Regions from separate parts of the Nomascus leucogenys genome. Here region 1 is linked to region 2. Evidence: chromatin contacts called from public Hi-C data. All regions are on one chromosome and are shown on one strand. The core of a region is the stretch at or near the end of the contact, and the rest is flanking DNA. Distances in the headings are between cores, read along the strand shown.

What was found. Hi-C and Micro-C count contacts between places; a contact is called where the count stands out from the background.
Region 1: a contact with region 2 is called in a Hi-C map of a lymphoblastoid cell line, with 2.6 times the contacts expected there. The contact joins two enhancer-like sites. A contact is called at or near these places in 2 of 4 Hi-C or Micro-C datasets (a lymphoblastoid cell line and an unstated tissue).

Annotation. Positions count from the first base shown.
Region 1 is chr14:26,816,090-26,819,823 of Asia_NLE_v1, reverse strand. No RefSeq gene overlaps it. Among named protein-coding and RNA genes, the nearest start is that of B3GNT2, 97 kb to the right of the region's middle. Within about 2 kb of position 2,388, the one cell type or tissue checked has an H3K27ac peak away from gene starts, as active enhancers do. A contact at or near this core is called in a lymphoblastoid cell line, where this site is marked.
Region 2 is chr14:26,727,907-26,731,778 of Asia_NLE_v1, reverse strand. The region is part of intron 1 of B3GNT2 (N-acetyllactosaminide beta-1,3-N-acetylglucosaminyltransferase 2); the gene reads right to left. Among named protein-coding and RNA genes, the nearest start is that of B3GNT2, 9.3 kb to the right of the region's middle. Within about 2 kb of position 2,283, the one cell type or tissue checked has an H3K27ac peak away from gene starts, as active enhancers do. A contact at or near this core is called in a lymphoblastoid cell line, where this site is marked.

The DNA of each region.
Region 1 (3,734 bases), core at 1,139-3,638, 88 kb before region 2:
TGTCCCTCCCACCCTTGCAGAGAAGCTTGGGCGTCGCCATCTCCCTGGTGAGGAAAAGGCAGGTTCTCCTGAGGGAAGGAGCTAAGAGGACATCTGACTTGGGTACCCATGTTCCCTTTGGTTATTTACCTGTCCCGTGGCTGACCCCACCACCCACACCTGGAGATGTCCCCAGAGCACACCATGGGTGAAGGCGTTTTCCTTTCTTCATTCTCATGTTTAATTCAACCAGATCTTGGAAGCGCTGGGAGGGAGGGCAGGCAGTGAGTGGTGTGACAGAGCCAAATCCTCAGACCCCACGCCTTTCCCTGGGCTTGACAGAGGGGGACAGATAGGGCGTCTCCACAGGCAAGGCTGTGGGGATTGGTAAGACGGGCACACCCATAACTCCCGAGTCACTGACAACCCTCTGCATCCTTTGAAAGAGTCATTTTCAAAAAGTCAAAAACATGGTTGTAAGGGATGGCCCAAGGGAGTTTTTTAGGGGGATGATGGACCTGTTTTGCATCCTAATTGTGGTAGCAGGTATGCAACTATATATGGGTTAGAATTCGTAGAACTGTAAATGAAGAAAACCCTCAATTTTGCCAGATGTTAATTTTTCAAAATTAAATTTTAAAACATGGCTTTCACACAAATATAGAATGAACATGTATCTAAAAAGTGTTTAACTAATCAGTGAGAGAAACAGCAGGATGATAGAGCTGTTTTAAAAAAAAATGTAAGAGACATCAAAATAGTTACAATCACTGAAGAAAAGAATATTAAAGTAATATTGTTAAATCACTTTATATAAAACCTTAGCCTTTCTTTCTCTTCTTTTTTTTTTTTTTAAGATGGAGTCTTGCTCTGTTGCCCAGGCTGGAGTGAAATGGCATGATCTCTGCTCACTGCAACCACTGCCTCCCAGGTTCAAGCGATTCTCCCACCTCAGCCTCCTGAGTAGCTGGGATTACAGATATCCACCACCATGCCTGGCTAATTTTTGTATTTTTAGTAGAGATGTGGGAGTTTTGCCATGTTGGCCAGGCTGATCTCAAACTCCTGACCTCAGGTGATCTGCCCACCTCGGCCTCCCAAAGTGTTGGGATTGCAGGCGTGAGCCACTGCGCCCGGACTTAGCCTTTTTTTCCCCCTTTTCCTTTGTTTTTACAATTTTTTATGGGGCAATACTTCATTCCATAAAATAGAATGAGTGTCCTCCCTGGCCTTTTGACTAAAATACTTTTATTTGTGTCACTATAAAACAAGCCTGCACCCTGTCAGTTTCCTATGCCTTTGTCATAAAGTTGTAAAATAACCTAATGAGTAGTAAATAGCACGTTAGACAAAGGTCTACACCCCTAGAAAGTCAGGTAATTCCTCGGACAGGCCTGCCAGACAACGCCCAAAGCTGACATGACTCAAAGGACCTGCAGGAATCTCTGCTCCATTTTCAAGTCTTGGACAATTTTCCCATTCCTATTTCCCAGGGGAAAGGAAACGGGAATGTGAGGCCCACAGCTGTCCCCAGGGAGGAAATAGTGAGCTGAGCTATCAAAGAAGGGAGAGGCCCAGGGATGTCCTGTGGTCCTAAGGAAGCTAGCTGGCCTGCGTCCTAGCGGGACATCAGTGGTTTTGCAAAATATAGGCGTTCATAGAAAAGACAGCAGGAAAGAAAACCAGACAGGGCTGTCTGGATCCACAGACGACCCAGATCATCCTCAGACCCACCAGATTCATTCTTGCCCCAGGGTTCCAGATCCATGGCAGGTGGCACAGCCTGGGACCTGGCCTCTCCCTCTAGGTTTCATGGGCACTATTCCAACTGCCATGACTTCAGGTGGGTCCCTCGGCCTTTCTTTTTCTTTTTTTTTTGAGATAGAGTATTGCTCTGTCGCCCGGCTGGAGTGTAGTGGTATGATGTCAGCTCACTGCAACCTCCCCCTCCCAGGTTCAAGAGATTCTCCTGCCTCAGCCTCCTGAGTAACTGGGATTACAGGCGCACACCACCACACCGGGCTAATGTTTGTATTTTTAGTAGAGATGGGATTTTGCCATGTTGGCCAGGCAGGTCTTGAACTCCTGACCTCAGGTGATCCACCCGCCTCAGCCTCCCAAAGTGCTGGGATTACAGGCATGAGCCACTGCGCCCAGCCCCTCGACCTTTCTTTTTCAGTCATTGGAAATGGGACACATTAGCCCTGTCTGCTCAGAGGGGAACTCCAAAGCTAGCCCAGAGCAGATGTGGGAGTGGATTTGGCCTCCTCCGGACCCCTCCAGCTGGGTGGAAGGGGTTTTGCCAGCCAGTTCCCCCAGGACAGCATCTGAGTGCAGGTGGACCCTGGTGACTGTCCCCATGACAGCCGAGGCTCTGGAAACCACAGCGTGTCTGCAGCTGCAGGGTCTTCTTTTGTGGGAAGGGGAAAAGCAAAGCTGCTCTGAGGGAATGCTAAAAATGTGCTCAGCAGAGAGGCTCGGGGCTGGGAGAGGAAGGTGAGGCGGGAGCCTGTAAACAAAAGGCCACGGCCCTGAGAAATCCAGGAGGAGCTTGTAGGAGGCGGGGGCCAAACAGCCCTGGCTGCAGCCTGTGCCAGACCAGCCAGGCTCCCTGTTTACAGAGCTGGTCACATTGGGGCAACCAGAACCAGGGCTTGCTGAATTCTTCACCTCCTAGGTGACTGAACGGAGCTGGGAGGAGTCAATTCAGTCCCCTTGGCCTTCATGCCAGCTGGCCTCTCCCGAGGTTAATAATTCAGGCTTCTCCAGCCAGTGGGCCCAGGGCCTGCGTCAGGGCTGTGAACTGTGGTTTCTGTTTCCCTGGCTGCCTCCCCACAGTGCTAGGCCAACAGTGCTGCCAACAAGAAGACCCTCCTCAGCCACCCACCAGTGGGGGCATCCTGCCTGACCTTCAGCCTGCCCCAGCCTGCTTCCCATGCCCACAGGGTGGGCGGGTATCCTGCAGCTCCTCTGGTTACTGTTCTCTGGCAGCCGCCCAATCCCTGCCCTGGGCCACTGGATTCACACCTCACCAGGCACAGTTCAAGGAAGGGAAGCTCTCATTGCCCTCCCTCCTCCATGCCCTTCTCATGCTTCATTCCCAATCCTGTGCCCCAGGTGCCTCTACTCCCAGACCTGGACTCACTGGTAAGTGGGGGACCAGGATGGCAGAGGGCAGGAATACAGCTGCTCCCCTTTCTCCAGACCCCTAACTCTGTTCACAATTGTCAAGAAAGCCCCAGACCACTGACATGATGGTATGGGTAGGAACCGGGGTGACAGCTCTGTGGCCTGAATGTCTGGACAGGGCAAAGAAGGATCCTGGGAGACCTCATTCCCCCTTGGTGGGTTCCTGGCATTCCTATCATGGGCTTGAGCCAGAAAAAGTGACCATTGAAAGAGCATCCACCTCAGACACTGGCTAGGGCAGAGGGTCAGTTCAGCAACCTGCCCTCCCTGGGTTCTAGGCTCCCCCCAGTACATCAGCTGGGGACAAGCAGAGTTTGAACAAAACAAGAGAGGGTCCCTGCTGGTGGAACTTCTCACGGGGAGCTGGAACTTCTCACGGGGAGCTGAAGTGGGGCTGCTGCTGTGGTGGGGCTCACACTGAGGAGGCAAGAAGCCTTCTGCCTTGGCAAATGTAATCGCCAGGTAGCAGGGACTCTGGCAGGTGGCAGGCAGCTCAGGGCCTTCAGAGAAATCTGGAGAGCCCTGGACAACAGCCAGGAGAAATGTGGGAATATAGAGGAGACGGC
Region 2 (3,872 bases), core at 1,034-3,533:
CCTGTAGCATGTCTGTTGTCCCAACTACTCGTGAGGCTGAGACAGAAGAATCGCTTGAACCCAGGAGGTGGAGGTTGCGGTGTACCCAGATGGTGCCACTGCACTCCAGCCTGAGTGACAGAGTGAGACCTTGTCTTAAAAAAAAAAAAAAAGAACTGTAGACTTTGAGAGCATCCCTGACATTTCCCTGCAAGATAAACGTTTACATTTGTCTTCCTTCCAAAATAAAAATATAACCTCAAAATCAGAAAAGCATTGTTTGAACATGCTGCAACTTGAGATTACATATAGCATATTAAAAATAACCTTTTGTAACTTCAATAAATATTTACAATTATACCAATGACATTCATTGTATTTTAAGTAATTTAATAAACTGCTTTGGGAAGTCTCAATTTCTTGGTAGTTAGGATGAAGGTTTCCAGTGACACATTTTCTTAAAAGAGAATATGCCCTTGGTTACAGTGAAGGGGACACCAGAAAGTGAGGCACTACAACTTCAGACTGCAGGACTCCTTGGCTTATCCATCTGGAGTCTTGTAGGGGAGCAGCTTGGAGAGAGCTGCCTGACTCGCTCTTCCAAAAGGAGGCACAAAGAGTGCAGAAAGTTCTGCAGAATAGGCATGTGTAGAGATTTTTAAATAATGTTGTACTAGGCCAGGCACAGTGGCTTACACCTGTAATCCCAGTGCTTTGAGAGGTGGAGGTGAGAAGATCGCTCGAGGCCAGCCTGGGCAACATAGAGAGACCCTGTCTCCACAAGAATAAAAAATACATAAAAATAATATTGGATTAAAGTGCATGGTATGATACTTTGGGGAAGGGAAAAAAAATAGAGAAATGAGATAAAGGTATCAAGGACACTCCTTATAATAAAACAAATTAACCACTGCCCACCTAGTGCCCACCCATTAGCTGAGTGAGGGCTTGTCTATATGCCATGGGCGCAACTGGATACACAGTCAAGTGGTGACTGAGGTGTCTTCATTTCACAGAGAAGTAAACTGGCTCACTGGATCGGAAAGTTGTCTGATGTTCCCAGAAAAAGTAGCGGGAGAGGGCAGGAACTAAGAATCCAGATGGGCCGCCGCCAGCCCAGAGCTGCATGGAGGGAAATGGGCATCCCCATTCTCGCTGAGCACATCCAAGCTGATCCTTGATCCAGGCAGGCCACCCCTAAAACCCCTCCCGGAGGCCTCTAGACACCAGCACCCCTTAACAACAACTACTATCCTCCCCACCCATACCTCTGCTCAGCCTGGTTTCTCCTGGCTTAAAACGTCCCTTATCTTGCTTCTCTCCATCTTTACCCCCATCCTTGAAGGCCCAGGTTCAAATCCTGTCTCCTCCTCCATGAGGACAGCCTCGATTCCCCCACTCCATCGATTTCATCCTCTCCTCCTGGCACTCAGGATCCCCCAAAAGGAGTACCAAGCCCTCACCGCCTGGAATCCACTCTCTTGGCTATGATGCTTCCCAGGAGAAATGGTTCCAGGTGAGCCGGGAGGCTGGAACTAAGCAGCCTGTTCCTCAGGTGGCAAATGACAGCCAAGGGCTGGCAGGCCCCGCCCACAGCACCCAGCCGCTAAGTGCCAGCGCTCCTCCTCTCACACTGAGCATCCAGTTAAATTGGGCTCCCTCTAGGATGCTGCCTCTTCTCCACAGTCAGAGATCATCCTCCTCCCAGAGGACAACACTTCTAGTGACGTGTGACCCTGGGTGGCAACTTCAGAGCAAGGTGGCAAACAAGCAAACCAGCTCCCTGCTCCGTGCTCCGTCTCGGATTCCTGTCCCGCCTCTTCTCCCTTTCTCAAAGGCTGGTTAAATCCCAACACCTTACTGACAAGTGTTTCAGGACTGTTCTTTTCAAGTTGTTTCTTTTTAAATATCAAAATAAACCATATACATTTTAAAATACGTATCCTCAAAAAAAGTAACACTTTGGCCTTTTATCCAAATGTTCTATATAAGGGGAGGCATCATTCAGGCCTTCAACCAAGACTTGCTTCAATATTTAAAGAAGTGCAATAGTAACATAGCTTTCTCTGGCCACCTGCCAAGAAAAGTTTTTGTCACCACGGTAAAAAGAGAACACGTTTGCTCAGTATGTGGGCACCCTATTGAACTGCTTAGACACTGGGCCTCTTTTACTAAGCAATTTAAGTCACCTCAGTTTTAAGCGAGTCTCTGCACGTTCCCTTCATATACCGTAGATGATCACATATGTGGAGGGACCAGGGACCACAGCAATCCCAATGCCACGGGCTTCCAATCTCCCTGGTCTGCCTCTCACTCTCCCTGGGGGCATCCAACCTCTCCCCCAGCCTCCACTATCTCTAAATTGATGACTGCACATTCTGTGGTCCAGTGTGACCTCCTCTCTCTCCCTCTCTGGATGGTGCCCATGGGCCCTTAGTCGTGAGTGGGGTAGAGAGGAAAATAAAGAATCATCACCCTGAAGCCGCTGGTGGCTACCTGAAGCTTCATGATACCATTCTCTGTATCTGCACTTGTTTGAAAATTTCCATTATATAGAGTTAAAAAAAAGACGATCCATCAGAACTTTGAGAAATAAAAGTTTTTTTAAAAAAAGAAATATTCAGTTAAAAATAGGAGTATTCATGAGAGATATTTTAAGTTCATTTGAAGGAAATAATTCCTTATGTGGTAAAGGAAAAGAAGAAAAATATAATGGCTGCATCTCAAGAATAAAGTTACATAAGTTCCTTATAAACAAGCTTCAAATACAACCATAAAATAATAAAGGTAAAAATACATCTCACTAGTTCCAAATGTTGACTATTTAGAAAGGATAACATTTGTAACACTTCGACCCTTTCATTAGACAAATATATTTGAATCTGAAAATATCATCTGGCTTGCTAGTGAACAATCTAGAGCCAGATCTGGAGGGTTAAAAACACACAGGTGCACATAAAACTCCCCAGAATTGTGTTATTCCCTGATCAAGACTCAAAAAAGAAGTACTTTGGAGAACCAGTTGGATGTTAAGTGCTTCTCAAAGAAAATAAACAATTAGAAAAATTTCTACCAGGCACTTTGGGAGGCTGAGGCAGGTGGATCACCTGAGGTTGGGAGTTCGAGACCAGCCTGACCAACACGGAGAAACCCTGTCTCTATTAGAAATACAAAATTAGCCAGGCGTGGTGGTGCATGCCTGTAATCCCAGCTATTCAGGAGACTGAGGCAGGAGAATTGCTTGAACCCAGAAGGCAGAGGTTGCAGTGAGCCAAGGTCATGCCACTGCGCTCCAGCTTGGGCAACAAGAGGGAAATTCTGTCTCGAAAAAAATTCTGAAGCACAAATAAACTGCAGCAAGTTTATGGTCCATAGAAATATCTTCCCAGAGTATTAACACTTTCATATTCATGAGTTCAATGGATTCCAATAATAAACATGTGAAGTTGGCTGTGCAGGTTTCATGCTATTTTGCAGGGTGGTGGGAAACAGGAGCTAAGTGGGTTGCCATAGTTACAAAGACATTTGATGTCAGCTCTGGGACCAAAACCTACTTCAAGTTCTCTACCTCAGCCAGTCCCCAACCCCCCACTCCCAGGATCTCCACTCCCTGTGACAGCTCTTGCTGCTTCTGGGGTCTTGCACCAATAGCAATCTCCACTATTTCCCCCATCTTCAGCCTCTCCCTCTCCAAAGGCTCCAGGCACATGTTCCTTGTCATGCCCATCTGTCCTGCCTTGACCCTCCCAATCCCCCTCACCTTCTAGAATCTTTGCAGTCCTTGCGCCCTCCTGACTTTCTAGGGCACCCAATACTGCTGGCCTCCATGTCTACCCCACCCCAAGCTCAGGAACCCCCGGGGTTCTCTTGCATGTTGGCAGCCTTTGCTCCTT